2 separate regions of the Mus musculus genome follow, and region 1 is linked to region 2. The links are chromatin contacts, called in public promoter capture Hi-C maps. All regions are on one chromosome and are shown on one strand. The core of a region is the stretch at or near the end of the contact, and the rest is flanking DNA. Distances in the headings are between cores, read along the strand shown.

Evidence for each region. Promoter capture Hi-C pulls out the DNA fragments that hold promoters and counts their contacts.
Region 1: a contact with region 2 is called in a promoter capture Hi-C map of liver, with 5 times the contacts expected there. The contact joins the promoter of Ube2d-ps here to the promoter of Mtfp1 in region 2. A contact is called at or near these places in 2 of 39 promoter capture datasets (both in liver) and 1 of 115 datasets of contacts at active chromatin or transcription factors (astrocytes).

What each region holds. Positions count from the first base shown.
Region 1 is chr11:5,760,063-5,765,420 of GRCm38.p6, reverse strand. It overlaps Ube2d-ps (ubiquitin-conjugating enzyme E2D, pseudogene), which reads right to left and starts at 3,271. Exons shown (of 7, transcript NR_015577.1): 1 at 3,181-3,271. It also overlaps a transcript of Urgcp not described here.
Region 2 is chr11:4,093,306-4,098,254 of GRCm38.p6, reverse strand. Mtfp1 (mitochondrial fission process 1) reads left to right here and starts at 2,824. Exons shown (of 4, transcript NM_026443.4): 1 at 2,824-3,039; 2 at 3,739-3,866; 3 at 4,222-4,454. The coding sequence starts at 2,973. Gm51935 (a long non-coding RNA gene) reads right to left here. Exons shown (of 3, transcript XR_003949843.1): 3 at 3,513-3,601. It overlaps Sec14l2 (SEC14-like lipid binding 2), which reads left to right. Exons shown (of 12, transcript NM_144520.2): 12 at 1-1,216.

The sequences.
Region 1 (5,358 bases), core at 2,022-4,521, 1.7 Mb before region 2:
GCCCTTAGGAGGTGGCTGGAAAGAAGTCCAGGCAGGAGGCTACTTACAGAGGTGGATTCAAGATGGCCAAGAGTTCCTGGACAGACTAGAGACACTCAGCAGTTAAAAGCACTTGCTGCTCTTCCCGCAGACAGAGTTCTGTTCCCAGCACTCACTTCAAGGGGCTCACAACCACTTAACTTAAGCTCCAGGTGATCCAACACACTCTTCTTGCCTCCAAAGGCATCTTACACATGTGGCGTGTGCACACACACACACACACACACACACACACACACACACACACACACTAAATATAGCGTTTGAGATGAGCAACAGTTTGTACCTAAGAACCAAATGAAAGTCAAAATGAGACCTTTTGGAGTGCCTGGTTATAATGTGATGGACAATCTTGATTGTCAACTAGACTAAATCTTGAGTCAATTAAAATGTAAGCAGCTGTGAGAGATTTTCTTGATTGGATCATTTGAAGTTGGAAGGCCCACCCTAAACCTGGGCCACACCTTCTGGTGGCAGCCCACAAAAAAGGACATAGAAAAAGGTCCATTGCTATTTGCCTGCTAACTCTCACTCTTTTTTTTTTTTTTTTTTTTACCCCAGGGTTTCTCTGTATAGCCCTGTCTGTCCTGGAACTCAGAAATCCGCCTGCCTCTGCCTCTGCCGCCTCCCCAGTGCTGGGATTAAAGGCGTGCGCTACCACGCCCGGCCTCACTCTCACACTTGCTGGCAAGTTCATCTAGGCTGCAATCCTTTGCTAGTATTAGAACCTGCTTCTTTGGAATTCTAAGAACACTGAAGACCAGGAGAGACATCCAGCCTGTGACTGAAACTACTACCAAATCCTTCAACTTTCCATAGAGAGACAGTCATTGTTGCACTAGCCACTCTAATAAATTTGATGCATAATCTCCCAACAGAAGTGATTCTGTTTCTTTAGAGAACCCTGACTAATACACTAAGAGGCATCTCACACTATGAGCCTAGCTAGGCCAACAGCTATCAAACTGCCTAGAAGCATATCCTGGTAACACCACTGTGGAGCCAAGCTTTAGAGCCAAACAGGAAAAAACCAGCTGAGGAGCCTAATGAACAATGCTCTTCTGAGCCTATCAAGGGATCCCACCACTTTGATTTGGACACTTTAAAATGACCAGCTCTGTCTTCTTGGTTGTCTGCCTAGGGCCTATGTGGATGCTGGGAATCAAATCTAAGTCCTTGGTAAGAGCAGTAAGTGCTTTTAACTGTTGAGACGTCTCTCCAAACTGACCTTTTAAAGTGCTTGAGTTTTTTAATGACTTTGGGACTTTACAAAGTTGAAATGAAAACCAAAGAGATGGTCCAGTGGCTAGAGTACTTGCTCCCAACCCCTACATGATAGCTCACAAACATCTGAAGGTCTAGTCCAAGAGGATCTGACACCCTCTTCTGGATTCCACAGAGTACCAAGCATGTATACGATGCAGTCATTCATGCAGAGGAAACACCAATACACAAAAGAACTTAAGAAAAACCAAGCACATTATTTAAAAGTTGCAATGTATTTTGTATTGTGATATTATTATGAGCTCTTGGGGATAAACAAAAAAAGAAAAGATTATGGTTTAATAACAATCTATTGGTATATTAAGTTGATAAGGGGTCAATCGACTTGGAGGGTCATTTGGGAAGAGGTAACCTCAACCCAGCAAATCCCTCCATCAGACTGTCCTGTAGACAAATGTCTGAGACATTTACTTGACTGATGTAGAAGAAAGAGCCCAGTCCACTGTGCACGGTGCCCTAACTGGCACATGGTCCTGGGGTATAGAATAAAGCAAACTGGCACACACCAGCAAGCAGCCCTGCTCCATGGCCTCTTCTTCAGTTTCTGCCTCCAGGTCTCTGCTTTGGCTTCCCTCTCCTCCCAAGCTGCTTCTGGTTATGGTGTTTATCACAGCGACAGAAATCTAATTGAGACACATAACCTGGATCCACTTGGTGGAAAGAATCATGCTAATGCTAAAAGTTAGGGTCATAGGGCTGGAGAGATGGCTCAGTGGTTAAGGGCATGAACTGCTCTTCCAGAGCTCCTGAGTATGATTCTTGGCACCTACACAGGGCACCTTACACCCACATATAAGTGAGCAAATCTTTTTTTTTTTTTTGGTTTTTCGAGACAGGGTTTCTCTGTATAGCCTTGGCTGTCCTCTGTAGATCAGGCTGTCCTCGAACTCCGTCTGCCTCTGCCTCCCAAGTGCTGGGATAAAAGGTATGCAACACCACGCCCGGCCCCAAATCCTTTAAAAAAGAGGTTATAAATACCATTTTGCAGTATAGAAAATCCCAACTAGGGTTGGTGAGATGGCTCAATGGGTAAGAGCACCCGACTGCTCTTCCGAAGGTCAGGAGTTCAAATCCCAGCAACCACATGGTGGCTCACAACCATCCGTAACGAGATCTGACTCCCTCTTCTGGAGTGTCTGAGGACAGCTACAGTGTACTTACATATAATAAATAAATAAATAAATAAATAAATAAATAAATCTTTAAAAAAATTCCAACTATTAATACTATGTGAAAACATGGATCATAAATTACAGTATAATGCAGGGTATGGTGGTGCACGCCCCTCGGCAACCAGAGGCAGGAGGATCTCTGTGAGTTTGAGGCTGGCCTTGTCTACATAGCGAGTTCTGGGTCTGCCAGGAGGCCGTGTCTCAAAAAACCAAACCAAACCAAACCAAAACGGAACAAAAAACAACTTAGAAATATAAAATAATTTTCTTTAGGAAAAGGACGAAAAGTGGATAGGCTAAAACGTTAACAAATGGTAAAGGGTGGATTGGTGGCTTCTTTTTCTGAGATGCAATTACCAGGCTCTAGGTTAATGGGCTAATACAAACCTACGGGATGAAATTCTCCCGCAGCTCAGCCTCTCGTGCTAGGCACCCTGGGAGACACCCCTCTGCTTCCCTAAACTCCGCCCAAAGCTGCGCGCGCACGTGACCCGGTCGCATGACTCCGCCCCCGCGAGTCGCCCGCCAGAGGCACTCAGCCACCTCCTAAGTCTGCGCCGACCGCGGCGGAACTCGCGCGGGGCAAGTGTCAGTGCGCCCTGCCGCACCTCAGCCGCGGGGTTCTATTCGCTGCGACAGCCCGCAGAGTGGACGGGCGGGAGGACCCCGTTTCCGCCACTCTTACCTTCTGGATCCGTTTTAGAGCCATGTTCCCGCTGCTCGTGCCCCACCGGCCCTGCGGGGCAGACTAAGACGGCCGCCTGGGCCGCAACGCTGCACGCCGGGAACGGCGCTCTACGCGTGCGCGCCGCGGTGCGCTGTGGGTAGCTAGTGCGCGCAGCAGTCCTGGGTCTGACCACGGAGTCGCGCACGGTCAGTTACTCGGCCACGGTCACGGCCCTGTGGCTCTGGTTTCTGCTAGGCGAGGGGCCTGGGCACCAGGACATGCCTGAAACCGCAGGTGCCACACGCTATGCTCTCTGCCCCTCCCTGGGCTCCTCCCCAGGCTGTCACTTAACTCCTGAGCTTAGTGGTTGTCAGCGCTGTAAGTATACATTCACTTTTATATGCTTTCTGGGCAGAAGTGTTACAGATATTTCTGAATACGCGTAGGTGCTGAGCACAGATGCATCTACATGTCTGGAGAGCTGCATTTTCAGTAGTACTTAGTTGGCTTCAATGCACTGCCGCTATTGAGACTCAGCCTGAAAGTGCACATCCCAAGCTAAACTCTGCTTCCCTTTCCCCAAGACATCGAACTGTTTAAGACCAAGTGTAAAGAACTTAGTGGTATGTCACAAAATCTGTGTAATAGATTGTAGCCAACATCTTGGAAATGAAATAGAATATGGCAAAATACATAATATCAGCGTGCCTCATACAGTAAAGAATCTGGACTCTCTATATAAATAATCATATATATTGTTTCCAGACAGATAAACCTAATAGGGTATGCTAGTGCAGTTGCTCTGGACCAAAGGTGTTCCAACACCAGACTGGGCTACATAGTGAGTTTGAGGCCAGCCTGGATTGCAGAGTAAGACCATGTCTTAAAAAAAAAAAAAAAGCCGGGCGTGGTGGCGCACACCTTTAATCCCAGCACTCAGGAGTCAGAGACAGGCGGATTCCTGAGTTCAAGGCCAGCCTGGTCTACAAAGTGAGTTCCAGGACAGCCAGAGCTATGCAGAGAAACCCTGTCTGGAAAAACCAAAAAAAGAAAGAAAGAAAGAAAGAAAGAAAGAAAGAAAGAAAGAGAGAAAGATCCCCAAAGGAAAATCTAAAACTAGAGGAGCTGAGGAGATAGTAGATAGGAGTGCTTGTGGTGCAAGCATGGGGCCCTGAGATCATTAGTACCCACAGAAAAGGTGAGGTTGGCTACTCATGTCTCTAACCCCAGCACTGGGTAGCCGGCATGACAGGATCCCTGGAGCTACCTTAGCATAGATAGTGAGATTCCAGTTCAGTGAGAGACCTTGCACCAAAAGCAGTAAGGCACAAAGAGTAGCATTTACTCTGTCATATATCTGGCATTCTACTCTGGCCTCTGTCATGTTCCTGCACATACGCATACAAACCCTGCCCAAAACAAAAACAATGAATCGAACACTTAAATGGTTTCCCAGCCAGATTCCTATATGCCATTCACCTATTCTCCTAGTTTATCCTAAACACATGTCATGAACTGTCCTCTAAACTATAAGCCTTACCAAGCTCCACCCTCTTCCAAAACTCCACAAGGAAGATCTGTGGCCTGTGGGAATACATTCAGGGCTCTCTGTGATCCCTTAGGGTCTGCTGTCTTTAAGTTTTACTTCCTTACCTTTAGTTATGCTATTGTGGTGGTGGCTCATGCCTTTAATCCCATCACTCTAGAGGCAGAAGCAGGCAGATCTTTCAAAACAGGGTCTCTGTAGAGCCCTGGCTATCCCGGAGCTCACTCTGTAGACCAGGCTGGCCTTCATTCAGCTCACAGAGATCTACCCATCCTGCACCTTCTATCATTTAAAAAAAAAAACCATTTATTTAATGTATATGAGTACACTGTGGCTGTCTTCAGAAACACCTGAAAAGGGCATCAGATCCCATTACAGATGGTTGTGAGCCACCATGGGGTTGCTGGAAACTGAACTCAGGACCTCTGGAAGAGCAGCCAGTGATCTTAACCACTAAGCCATCCCTCCAGCCCCATCTTCTATATCTTTACACCTTGACTCTTTCTTTTTTTTAGATTCTTTTCATTTTATTACACATATATTACATACATATATATATGTGTGTATATACATATATATGTATGAATATTTGCCTGTGTGTTTATATTTGTGTGTATGTGTCCACAGTGGTTTGAAGAGGTCAGAAGAGG
Region 2 (4,949 bases), core at 1,575-4,074:
TCTTTAGTCATTTTCCTGCAACCAATTAGCCCAAAGAAACTGGGCTGGAGGGAAGACTTCAGACTGGACGGAGCTCCTGTTCAGAATCAGAATGAGGATAAATAGCTAGATGGGTCCTCGTCGTCAGAATACTAAGGGGTCTCCAGGGACCGGCTGTAATGATGTCTACCCTGTAGACTTTGCCAACTTCACCTGCCCAGGAACAGCTGAGACAGGGAGGGAAGGGTACACAGGATGGTGGCAGGGAAGAACTTAGAAAGAAGTGAAGCGATTGGATGTCATACTCAGGGAAGCCAGCTGCTGGGGAGAAACTTGCTCCTAAATGAACATGGACCAAACCTCCATGATTGTAATGATGGTTGCAAGGTAGCAGGCCACTAGATGTGATGGGTATCCAAAGCTCTTTGAAACTTTTTGTCATAAGCCTTGAGTCTCTCGTCCCCCCCCCCCCCCAATCTCAGGAGTAACCCAAGTCAGCACTGGAAGGAAGGCTAACAGCCCCCCCCCCCAGAACCTCATTAACTCCTGGGTTCCACTGGCTGCCTGTTTAAACCCTCCACAAGCACAAGGGTAATTAATTTCAGGGATCATAGATAGGAAAGGACCAAGGAGGCGGTGGGTGGGCCCCAAGCCTCTCACTAAGTAACCCTCCGCTTGAGCAGCCCTACACAAAGATGACAATTGGGGCTGAGACAGCACTGAGTGCACTTCCCAGTCCAGTCTCCCACAGTGCCTGAGAACCAGTCTCCTGACAGGAGCAAGGGCTTGGTGGGCCCTTCTCTGTGGAGGCGTGTAATAGCAGCAGTGGCTTCCTCTTGCCTGGGGATGCAGGTAGCCAGGGTGGGCGGTTTCCCGGGAAGGTAGCCATAGCTGGGCAAACATTTGAGCCAGGGTAAAGAGGGGGGCCAGGCACAGGTGACCTTGCAATAAAAAGCTCTTGACCCCACACAACTTGAGAGCCAGGTTACAGGCTGCCCAGAATTCAGGAAGGATGCCCCAGGCCCTTGCGGGGTCTGCCTTTTCCTCTGAACGAGGCGTTGGCCCAGCCTCGTCTCAGGAAGCGGAGGGAGCTCTGGGCAGGTGCAGGGATGGCAAGCAGAGAGGGCCGAGGCTACCCAGGATCTAGTCACACATCTCAGGGGCACAGCCTGGCCTTGGTTTACAATGCTGTTAGGTACATTAACCAATGAATAAAGTGATCAATTTTCAAAGCAAAGAGCAGAATTCATTGCCCATCGCCGGCTTCCTAGCGGTCTCTTACATTAGACCCCAAATTTTCAGATGCCAAGTAGCAGGCTAAAATTACACACACACACACACATGTTCTGTTCCTTTCCCCTCTACTCTCACGACACTCGGACACAGGCACGCACAGAGAGACAGTAACGTCCCTTTCCTCTCCTCTCGCGACAACGTTCTCCGAAGTCCTAACAAGTTGCCTTCCGATTGGTTCAGCCGGTGAGCGTCGTCCGCCATCTTTGTTCAAGGCATTCGGATGCTCCCGAGAGCCTTCACGGTGAGGGCGGAGGCCCCGCCCCATTCGGTGGTTCCAGACGGGTTGGGCGGTTCTCCCGCGGTGACCGGCGCAGCGGGTACTAAATGGGAGGGAGGCCGAGGGTTAGCGTCACGTGGCTTTAGGGACCGTCTCCTAATTCCGCTCCAGCACTCTACCTTCCCACCCGCGCCGGGCTCAGTCCCCGGTGACCCACAAGTTTCAAGAAGACACGGGCTGAAAACACTGGCTTCCGAAGGGAGTCGGTATACACCTTTCGGATCTAAAAAAGCTAAAAGAACTGTGCAAAGCTAGATAAGACCCTGTTCTTACCTAGCTGGATATTTTTTGTACTGTGTAGCCTCCAACCAGGCCTGAAACTCCCTGTGTAGACAGGGCTGGTCTCGAACGCACATAATACTACCTGTTTCTGCCTCCTACATTCTGAGATGAAAGCATGCAACACCATGCCTGGCTTATAAGAGATTTAAGGCCATATTTATTTGAATTTATCTGTGTGTCTCATGTGTGAATGTATAGGTGTGTGTGTTTGGGGGAGGTGGGTGCTGCCTGTGGAAACCAGAAGTGTCAGATTCCCCCGAGATGGAGTTACAGATGGCTGTGAGACACCCGTGTAGATGCTGGGACTGGAACTCCGGCCCTCTGGAAGAGCTGTAAGCGCTCTTAACCACTGAGCCATCTCTCCATTCTCACCCATTTTGCTTTACAGACGTGGTCGTTGGGACCGGGGTGGGGAGTGGGGGGAGGGGCGGTGTGTGTGTGTGTGTGTGTGTAAGTGGCTTACATCTACTAGGCGGCCCAAGTAGGATTTGTCTCTAGGGGCCATAGCATTGCCCCTCTGAAATCCCAGAGGATTCAGAGTGCTTTTGCCCCTTGTAATAACTCCCTAGCTCCCTTTTCCATTTTAACAGTTGCATGAGTCAGGAGAGTGGCTGTCCTCTTTGTGTCTCTATTTCCCTACTGTAAAGTAGGACCCTACGCTAGTGCCAGAGCTTAAGGAAGCAAACTTGAGTCTACTGGACACATGATGACTGTTATAATTAATTAGTCCTTGCGACTGTCTAAGGCAGTGAATGTTGGCACGCCTCCCATTTACACACGAACCGCGGCTCAGAGAAATACACCTTTCCTAGAAGCCGCACACCTAAGAAGATTCCATTCTCCGATTGGAACTCTGACCTATTTAACTCCAAAAACTAGTCATGTCTGGGAGAGTTTTGCATTAACTGCTCAGAGAAAACAAGACCATCTGTCTGCAAAACCCAAGCCTAGGAGAGGGGCTTGGATGTTGTATAAGGCAATTTTCAGACACTCCCTGCAGTGGCGTTAGCGATAGCGGGACCCGTCCTTCAGCCTCGGACTACTGGCGGGTTCTTGCCTGGTGTTAGCCAAGTGCTAGTGGAGACACAGTTGTGGTGAGACTCTAATCTGCAGCGACTCCAACCTTGCCGGGGAAGTCATGTCGGAGCAGCAGCGGCAGGGCGCCGAGCGCGACCTCTACCGGGACACGTGGGTGCGCTACCTGGGTGAGCGTGGGAGTGACAGACGCAGCGACCCCACCACTCCGGAGGGGCTGGGGGCGGGGGGGGGGGGGAAGCAATGGACCGGGTTGCCGATCTGGAGTCTGAAAAGGGGCTTAGTTCTTATTCGGCTTGGCCTGGAGACAGGGCTCAGGAGAAGGCTAGGGACTTGTCCAAGGTCACACAACCCTGTTGGTTCAGATCTGTCCACGGGGCTCTTCTGGAGGCACAAACCGAGTGTGTGGGTTGCCCTCTGCCATGACCGTGCACTAGCCATGGCGTCAGAGGATCTGGACTCCTAGCAAGTCTGCCTTTCCCAGGCTCTTCCTAAGCTTCAGTTTTCTCTTCTGTAAAAAGGGCTGAATGCGAGGCACTCCTGTCGGGTGCTGACTGTAAGAGCGGGCTGAGGTAAGGCCTTAAAAGACCTGGCACTTGATACTGGTCAGTGGAGCCCACCCTCAGTGATTCGGTGGCCTCCGGTCGCCTCCCTGGTGCAGATCCCCAGAACCACGGCTGGGGACTTTGATCAGTGAGCCATGAACTTCATTGTCGGTGTCAGTCCGCGGGCCTAGAAACCAAAAGGTAAAGTTACTTGACTGAGGTCACCTGCCGCACTGTAGTTTAAGAGGTTAGGGTTAGAAGCAGCTTTCTGTGTAGCGCCCCCTTGTGGAAAGGGCCAGAGAGTTAAATGCCTTTTCCCTCCAGGCTACGCCAATGAGGTGGGGGAGGCTTTCCGCTCGCTGGTTCCTGCAGCTGTGGTGTGGTTGAGCTATGGTGTGTCCAGCTCCTATGTCCTGGCCGATGCCATAGACAAAGGCAAGAAGGCAGGAGAGGTGAGTGTTAATTAACCCTTTCCAACCCATCCTAGTGTGGGTGGTATGCAGTCTTGCAGTGGGGACAGCCCTATCCCCGTTAGCGTCTCATAGTGCAGTCCATAAGCTAATCTTGTTTGTAGGATTGTTCATCCCCACCCGACCAAACCATTTGGGTAGGAGGTGACAGTTGGTACCTCTCCTGGATGTGGGCAAATCACCCCCAACCCTGAATGTAGTACAGCCCAGTCCTCCACCCAGCTGCCTTCTACCCTACTACCTCCGCATGTTCTTCCTCCTTGGTCCACCGGCATGCTTCTGTCTATAGGTTTCCTACCTCTGCCCCAGCTGGGCTAAATGTCTTTGTACCTTTCAGGTGCCAAGCCCTGAAGCAGGCCGCAACACCAGAATGGCCCTGGCTGTGGTCGACACCTTTGTGTGGCAGTCTCTGGCCTCTGTGGCTATCCCAGGCTTCACCATCAACCGTCTGTGTGCTGCCTCTCTCTATGTCTTGGGTACTATGACCCACTGGCCCCCGACTGTCCGCAAATGGACCACCACCACACTTGGACTGCTGGCCATCCCCGTCATAATCCACCCCATCGACAGGTAGGGGCCTTTCTGGTCTCAGGGACCAGTCACTCTGCAGGTAGAGTTAGGCTGTGAACTGTGGGCACAAAACCGGGGCAGCAGAGGCAGGGTTGAAGTAGAGAGGCCATCTGTGCTCTTATCAGCTAGAGCGGCAGAGCGGCAGAAAAGGAAGCAGAGTGCCTTATGGGTACTGGACAAAGGTCAAGTAAATTCACAGAAATAAAGACCAGTGCTGCAAAATAGCCAGAGTTAGCCAGGAGTGCTGGATTGAAGGGAGCTGATATCGGCATGAGTCAAACTTAGTTTGCAAGGTAAATACAAAATAAAAGTCTTAGGATGTTTTCCGCACGGCTGGATCCAAGCATCTGAGCGCTACTGCCACACAGCATCCTTCATCTTCCCAACCTTCATCCATCCTTCAGCATCTCTCCCCGTCCCGTCCTTGTGGGTTTCACTCTCCTGCCATGTCCCAGTGACTCATGGTGTCCTGTCCCTTACAACATCTTACACCCC